Regions from separate parts of the Sus scrofa genome. Here region 2 is linked to region 1. The links are chromatin contacts, called in public Hi-C maps. All regions are on one chromosome and are shown on one strand. Each heading gives the region's core, a stretch centred on a gene start, on an enhancer-like site or on the middle of the called end of the contact. The rest is flanking DNA. Distances are from core to core; before and after follow the strand shown.

What was found. A called contact is a pair of places that touch in the nucleus more often than the background predicts.
Region 2: a Hi-C map of alveolar macrophages shows a contact between it and region 1, with 2.7 times the contacts expected there. The contact joins the promoter of SCOC here to the enhancer-like site in region 1. A contact is called at or near these places in 3 of 5 promoter capture datasets (fetal liver, fetal skeletal muscle and liver), 22 of 47 Hi-C or Micro-C datasets (alveolar macrophages, blood, embryonic fibroblasts and 13 more) and 1 of 2 datasets of contacts at active chromatin or transcription factors (skeletal muscle).

Annotation. Positions count from the first base shown.
Region 1 is chr8:86,342,723-86,347,018 of Sscrofa11.1, reverse strand. No RefSeq gene overlaps it. Among named protein-coding and RNA genes, the nearest start is that of TBC1D9, 58 kb to the left of the region's middle. Within about 2 kb of position 2,603, at least 2 of the 83 cell types and tissues checked have an H3K27ac peak or open chromatin away from gene starts, as enhancers often do. A contact at or near this core is called in alveolar macrophages, where this site is marked.
Region 2 is chr8:86,689,357-86,693,553 of Sscrofa11.1, reverse strand. SCOC (short coiled-coil protein) reads left to right here and starts at 2,863. Exons shown (of 5, transcript XM_003357017.4): 1 at 2,863-2,919; 2 at 2,921-3,059. The coding sequence starts at 2,878. LOC110262150 (a long non-coding RNA gene) reads left to right here and starts at 3,064. Exons shown (of 2, transcript XR_002346763.1): 1 at 3,064-3,118. It overlaps LOC110262151 (a long non-coding RNA gene), which reads right to left and starts at 2,825. Exons shown (of 4, transcript XR_002346765.1): 1 at 2,621-2,825.

The sequences.
Region 1 (4,296 bases), core at 1,354-3,853:
GAGAATGGGATGGGCTTTGTTAAGTGAGTAAGTGTCATAGAACCTACACACTGTGGGCAAAGATATTATATTTTATTTTTCATCTCTCTGGCTTCTTTTCTTCTGAGGTCAGCAGGAATGGGTTTTCATCTCATTAGAGGTAGTAAATTCTGAAATCTAAGAGTTGTTTTTCTAAGACTGTGTGTGGGATATGGGATAAATGAATAATTAATAGATATCGTCATTCTGTCATTCTTTTGTGTCCTTGAGATTCAGAATTCTCATTATAGAATAAAGATGCATACAGATGAAACAGACACATTTAAAAGCTTTGCAGTACTAGACTTGAAGTAGAAGTAGCAGGATAAACTCAGGAGGTTTTAAAAAATTGTAGGTATCACTGAAGAGGCATAGAAACAATAACCAAGCTAGGAGCAATGAGTATGATGAATGCTTAGTGGCCTATTATTTCTTAGACCTATAGCTAATTCCATCTTTGGAGCAGGAAATGTACAAGAAGATTCTGGAACATTTCTTTATGTCAGAGAGTGAGAAAGCTCTTGAAGGATAGTAGTGTAGGAAGGACTTTGGACTCAACTCAAAGAGACTCCCATTGGCCAAAGATAGGACAACTTGAGCTTCTCACAGCAAAGTCTAAGCTAAAGAGTTATCCCAATTGGTGTAGCCCAGCTTAGCAGCGTCCTGCATGGAGCATGGCTTTCTCTGGTGTCTATTATAGATTTCGCTCTTTAGGACTTTGCTTTGCTAAGGGAAGAGATGAGCTGAGTCTAGAGCTGCCTTTTCCAAGTCCCTTGTTTAGTAAGAATACATTATCTCACCTGAATTAATACTTTTTGTCTGCTCCTCATCAATGCTGGCATCCTGGAAAATGGTTCTTTATAAAATATGCCCCTTTAATGACCAGTCTCAAAGTTTTTGTTTTACGTGATTTAATCTTATCCTTTTCTATAATTTTCCCTATATTTTGCAGCTAATATTTAAATGTCTCATTTATACTATTTTCCCCAAATCTCCCAAATAGCCTGGTGTACAGTAATCACATATTCCTAATTCTAATTCCTGGGTGAAATTGTTTATTTTTTTTTTCTTTTTGGATGAAAAGGATAAAACAGGTAGGTGGGGAGCAGGTTGATCCTTCAGTCATTTATTGTGCAAATACATATAGCCAGCCTGCTCTGAGCCAGGTCCTGTGCTGGGCACGGGGATACACGGAGAATAAAAACATGAACCTTAATCCCAAGGTATGCGCCGTCTAGAGAGGAAAATCAATACTCATCTAACAATCACATGAGTGAATTATTCATGCCGAGCATTGTCTCATACTATGTTGAGCACACACAGGTGACCTGTCATTAGAGCTATGAAAGCAAAGTACAGGGTGCTCTGTAAGCTTTTAGCAAAAAAGGCTGCCTAACCTAGAGCTGAGAGATGCTTCCTCCATGGGAAAGCGGCTGAGCCAAGATCCCAAGGAGCACAGACTGAACTAGAAGAAGGGGAGTGGGGCTGGAACACTTGGAGTGAGTGGGGAGTGGTATGAGATAATTTTGAGATGCCAGAGCCTGCAGGACTTAGGAGGTCAAGTTAAGGATTCCGTTTCATTTTTTTGTTTTTGTTTTTGCTTTTCTTTTAGGGCTGCAGGTGTGGCATAGGGAAGTTCCCAGGCTAGGGGGTCGAATTGAAGCTACGGCTGCCGGCCTATGCCACAGCCACAGCAACATGGGATACGAGCCCCATTTGTGACCTACACCACAGCTCTCGGCACCACTGGATCCTTAACCCAGTGAGTGAGGGCAGGGAGGAATCCAAGTCTTCATGGATACTAGTTGGGTTCATTTCTGCTGAGCCACAATAGGAACTCCAAGTTAAGGATTCTGTACTGTACTTGGACTTAGTAGAAATGGGAGGACATTAGAAGATTTTAATTGTGTGTGTATGTGTGTTTGTGTGTGTGTGTTTATATAGAGGCTGATCTTGGTGCTGTGCTTTTTTTTGTCTATTCCAGAGGCATGCGGAAATTTCCAGGCCAGGGATCGAAACGGAGCCACAGCAGTAACCTAAGCCATGGCAGTAACAACATTGAGTCCTTAACTGTCAGGCCACCAGGGAACTCCTTTCGGATGTGCTTAAGCTAAACGATTAAATGCATGCGCTGTCTTGTGAAATGCTTCATGGAATAAGATATTTGTGGCCAATCAGTGAATACATGATACTCTAAGCACGTTTCTTCCATGTGACTTTGCAGCAACATAAGTCTGGCCAGGGAGAGGGCATTTCTAGTTTTGTCAGTTCTAACCTGCTTCTCAGTGGGGGAGACAAATTTTCAGTAATACATAAACCTAAGTGTTCTGTCTTCTGGTTTAGTCCAATACACATTCTTTCTTCTCTAATACACCCTCTACCTCAGCCATGTTGGTTGGTGGCATCTGTCCCCCTTCTTACAAGGGTTACTGGTACAAGGGTTACTGGACAAGATTTCGGAATAGTTATTCTTTCTCAAAATTACCCTGCAAACTCTGTTTCCAGCGAAGCCACACACCTCTGTTCTCCAATGCCAGGGCCCCTCTTCCATTCAATGGTCAACTGAGCCCCCTACTGGGAGAAACAGTGCAACTACACAAATACCATCAGAAGGCAAGTGCTCACTATCACTGGTGCATTACCATCCAATGCTAACTGTCTTTCCTGTGCACCGGCTAAGAAACCTACTTTTTACACTAGTTTGAAGTCCTTTGCAGTCACTCAGACATATAATTACAAATAATTAGCTTTTCATTCTGTGCATTTCCCAATGATTCTGAAGAGTCATTGTAACAGTTAATACCAAATAGATTTATGGTCTTGAAAAATCTGGAACTGATGTTAAGAAAGAATTCGATCCAGTATCCTGCTTCAAGAACTTCTAACCTATTCATGATGCTGAGTTATCTATTCTATTCCCAATATTTCCAAGGAAGTGACATCACAAGAGCATAAAAAAACAATTTCTCTGTTTCTAGCAATTCTTTGGGTTCACAGAATTGATAAATATCTCTTTTAAAATTTATTTTAGAATACTTTTAGACTTCTGGAAACATTACAAAGATAGTACAGAGCATTCCTGTTGTCTCTCACCTTATTTTCCCTCTTAATATCTGATATTACCCTGGTACATTTGTTGCAATTAAGGGATCATCGCTGGTACATTCCTGGGAACTAAACTCCAGCTGTTTTCCAGATTTCACTCATTTTCCCTTAATATCCTTTTTCTGTCCCAGTATCCCATCTCCAATACCACATTACACTTCATCTTCTTGTCTCCTTAGACTCCTCTGATTTCTGAGAGTTTGTATAACTTAGATTTTGATAGTCTTGACCACTTCGAGAATACCAGTCATTGATTTGGAAGAATGTCCCTTTGCATGGACTTGCCTGGGTTTTTTTTATTTTGTTTTTTAATTTTCCTTTTTTGTGTGTGTGTGTGTGTGACCGTGGCATGCAGAACTTGATGTGGGATCTTAGTTTCCAGACGAGGGATTAAACCCAGGCTGTGGTGGTGAAAGTGCAAGTCCTAACCACCAGACTACCAGGAAACTCTCTTAATTATAATTTTATTATTTATTGTTTGGGTCTATTTCCTTTATATATTCACTTGACAACCTTTACCTTAATATCTCTAATTTTTCTCTTATTTTCAGTGTGCATTGCTGCTGTAAGATGAGGCTTGCTAATAATATCACCTAACATCTGCAATATTGGTTCTATTCTAAATCTTAGCTATTTGAAAATTTTATCCCAAACACAGGGACGATACTCTAAACCTTCCCTACTATATATATTTTTTTAATTTAATTTTTTTCTTTTTTTGGCCACACCCATGGCATCTGGAAGTTCTGGGTCAGAGATCAAATCCAAGCCCCACCACAGAGACAATACTGTCTCCTTAACTCGTTGTACCACAGCAGGCACTCCCAAACCTTCCCTACTTTTTTATTAAAAAATTTTTTTTTGGTCTTTGTCTTTTTAGGGCTGCACCTGCAGCATATGGAAGTTCCCAGGTTAGGGGTCGAATCAGAGCTGTAGCTGCCAGCCTACACCACAGCCATGGCAACACTGGATCCTTAACCCACTGAGCGAGGCCAGGGATTGAACCCTCGTCCTCGTGGATACTAGTTGGGTTCTGAGCCACGATGGGAACTCTTTTTTTTTTTTTCCATTTGTTTCCAGTGTATTTGTCGTCTCGATGAAGCATTTTTATGATAGCAGCTTTAAAATCTTTGTCAGATAATGCTGACATCTCTGTCAGCTCAGTCTTAAGCC
Region 2 (4,197 bases), core at 1,614-4,113, 350 kb before region 1:
TAAATACCTGTTTCACAAATTACAGGGAGAGGAGCAATGAACATTCTAACTTTAGTTGTGAGTTAGTTTCTTATCTCAGTTCTGCCAGTTTTTGCTTCAGTGCTATTTTGTAGCACTGTTAGGATGTTTATCTTCTTAATGAAATGACCCCTCTATCTTGTTTTAATATCAATTCCTTTGATTACTAACAAAGGTAAACATTTAAAAAAATCTTTCTGGCCATTCAGTTTTCCTCTTCCGTGAGCTGCCTATTTATGTGGTTTGAATATTTGAACCTTCTAACTCTATTTGTAAAACAATCAAAATTTAAAATCTTTTCCTTAATGAATGGCATTGTTTTGTCTGATTTACCAAAGTCCTCCCTATGGTGATGTCGTAAAACATCTGTTTTTTACTAAAAGTTTAGAGTTTTGTTTTTCACATTTCACATTTACTTCATTTGGAATTTAATTTTACTTGTGGGGTGAGATCAAGATCAAATTTCATATTTTTATATGACTAGCCAATTTAACTACAACTGTCATAATTTGTCTTTTCTATAGCCAATTAACAAGGTTATTGTGCCGATTTTACTATCAAGAATAATGAATACTAGGAGTTCCCATCGTGGTACAGCAGAAACGAATCCGACTAGGAACCATGAGGTTGCGGGTTCGATCCCTGCTCAGTGGGCTAAGGATCTGGCGTTGCCGTGAGCTGTAGTGTAGGTCGCAAGCGGGGCTCGGATCTGGTGTTGCTGTGGCTGTGGCGTAGGCCGGCAGCAACAGCTCCGATTAGACCCCTAGCCTGGGAACTTCCATATGCCTCGGGGTGGTGGGGCCCTAAAAAGACAAAAAAAAAAAAAAAAAAAGAAAGAAAAAAAGAATAATAAATACTAGCTTTTTCCCACAACTTCACCAGCATTTCTTCCTTACCAGACACCTTTACTGTGTACCAACTTCCAGGTGCAGTACTTGCCTTTCTTTCTTTTTGTCTATTCTTGTGTTAATACCAGATTTTTAAAAGATGCTTTCAAAATAGAATTACCATATGATCTAGTAATTCCATTTCTAAATGTATTCTCCAAAGAACTGAAAGCAGAATCTCAAAGAGATATTTGCATATACCACAATCATAGCAGCATTCATAGTAGCTGAAAGCTAAAAGCAACTCAAGTGTGCACTGAGGAATTAATGGATAAACAAAATATAAATACACACACCCATATACACAATGGAATACTATTCAGCCTTAAGAAAAAATCCTAACATGCCACAGCATGGATGAACTGTGAGGATGTTATGCTAAGCAAAATGGGTTAGTCACAAAATACAAATACTGTATGATTCTACTTACAGAAGGTGCCTAAAATAGTGAAAATGAGAGACAGAAAGAGTAGTGTTTGCCAGGGCCAGGCAGAACAGGTGAATGGGGAGTTGTTTAATGGGCACAGAGTTTCAGTTTTGCAAGATGAAAAGTTCTAGGGACTGATTGCACAAAAAGGAGAATATATTTAACGCTACTGAACAGCATACTTTAAAATGGTTTAAATGATAAATCTTTTATGCATATTTTACACTACTTAAAATTAAAAGCGGGAAAAAAACCCCAAACCTGTTCTTCTAGTGAAAAAAAAAAAAAAAAAAACCTCTCTTTTTAACGGTTCTCTTAGTCTTTGATATTCTGCAGTTTCATCATAATGTGTGCAGGTATGGAATTCCATATTTTAATCCTGCTCAAGAATAAGTACTTCTTGAATCTAATTCAAATATTTCACAACCCTGAAAAATTCTGTTATTATTCTTTGAATACTGCCCACACCCATTCTCTCTCATTTTGTCCCTATTAGATTTACGTTGGATCTTATTTTCCACTTATTAGCTCCTACATTGCATTCTCCTCATGGTGTGTAAATTTTCATCATGGTGTGTATCTTAATTCTGGTCAAGGCACAGTTTTCAAACACTGAAGGAATTTTTAAAATATATTCCTTAAAAGAAGTAAGGCTCTATCTTAGCAAACTGTTTTCAAACACTGAATGGAATTTTTAAAATATATTTCTTAAAAGAGGTAAGGCTCTATCTTAGCAAACTGTGCTAGAAGTCAGTCAAGAAATAGGAAGACGCATGGCTCACCTTTATAACTCAGAAGAATGTGTCAAAGCAAAAACAATAACAAATATTAAAAACAAGCAGGATGCTGCTTTGTGTCAAGTGCCAGGTATCTGTGAATGGTATAAAGCCAGATTACATTACATCACAAAGCCTGGCACACAGCATTTCACACTGTGTCTATACCTTGAGCAGGACATTTATTTACTCTTAAGTTTCATTTTATGGGTTGCGGTGAGGATCAAATGGGATAAAGTGATCAAAAGGGCTATACACCAAAATAGTACTATGATATTTTCTCAATCCTAAAATATGAATAAATGGTCAGGCGCACTGTGAATTTTGTAACAGTTTGGGTAAGATGCTGTGAGGTACAATCCATTAGGGGAGCACTTAATGGGAAATTTAAAAATATGGAAAAGTCTGCTTTTAGAATTGAAGAACCTCAGTACTTTTCCCTTTATGTTCACACTTGCCCTCTTCTTGATATTGAATGATTTCTCTCTTGCCCAGTGTTCGATTTTACCAACCTCCTGCCTGACAGCTGACAGAATTCGCCACACTCCCTTCCTGGCCTCATTTTCAGGGTCCTGCTGAAACTGAAGAGCGGCTTGTCTCAGGTTGGCTTTCACACGCTTAGTTTAGCTCCTGTACTGTCATTGGGTGTTGCGATTCCTGGACCCGCCCACAACTTCCTCAATTCTGATTGGATGCCGGTGTCCTTTTGTTATGGCAAAAGGTGGATCCCGGGGCTTTGAGATTGGACAACTGGGGCGTCGGGCAGCGAATGCGCAGGCGTGACTTCTTGAGTGGGGATTGGCTGACGACGGGGGCGAGACGGGGCGGGCCTCCCGCCTCGGCGCACGCTCTGTGGGCAGAGAGGGCGGGGCTGCTAGTGCCAGTCGACCCAAGTATCCCGGCCTGAGGCGTCCTCCCGATCCCTCCCCCTGCCGGCGCCTCTAACGGCAGGTGAGGGCCGTCGTGGGCCGCGGAGGGCCTAACCCCGGGCTGCTGGCGTTGGGGCCTCGGTATCGCCGAGGGCCTGGAGGGCGGGGCGGGCTGGATGCCGCCTGGCGCTTCGGGGACTTGGGAAGAGCATCTTACGGCCGGGGCATCTGCCGGTCGACTGGGGCCTGGCTCCCTGCAAACCCCTGCGCAACCTTTTTCTCATCGTCTCATTATTGGGCCCAGAGGTTCCTTTGTTGGGGGCCACCCTCCTTCCCTGGGGCGGACCTTTCCCCGCAGCTCCTGAGTCCAAGGCCTCTGTCCAAATCCTGGCCTGAAATGGGACCGCTGGAGGGGCGTTCGGGTGGGATGAGACCAGGCACGCCTGGACTTGACCGCGGCTGCTCTGCAGCGATGGGGGAGAGGACGCCGAGGCGCGGGGAGGGAAGCGAGGGAGCGGTAAAACAAGGGCTGGCGACATCCTTTCAGGGGCTGAAACCAGCCATTGGCTTGATGTTTCAATGGGCTACTCTTCAGGGTCCTGCTGGACAAGTTCGGGGGAGTTAGGGTTGGAAAGGAGAAACCGGAGACATTCCTGAAAGGGAAGACTTTTGTTGTTCAGTGTTTTGTTCCAGTACTATGACGTAATAGTTTTAAGGACAGATGCTGTGCTCTTTTCCCAACACTGTATCTGTACCTGAGGCTCCAAAGCTATGCCTGTGTATTCTGTGCCTATACTTACTCATTGATTAAACTCAGTATAGCTAGCCACGCTGGGGATCTAGTTTATGATCAATTCCTTAACCTGATGGAATTTAAAATTAGACTTACCTAACCACAACAAGTCAATCTGAAGGGATCTGAACAAGCGTTGCTGAAAGTAGATGCAGCTTGAAGGGAATGAAATTTGCCTTCAGTTGCTTAGATAATAGAAATATCAAAGGAATTTGACATCAAACTTTGCAGAATGTTTGGCACATTTAGTTTAGGGTCGTATTAATGTGTCTTCCATTGCATCGGGAAAAAGCAGGGACTTCATGTTAGACCTGAGTTCAAATTCTTGATTGTTCACATTTGTAAATTGCAATCAATGTCTTGTTGATTTGATGAATCAGTAACAGATGTAAAGAATTTAGTATATTAATGCATAGTGATGTTATTT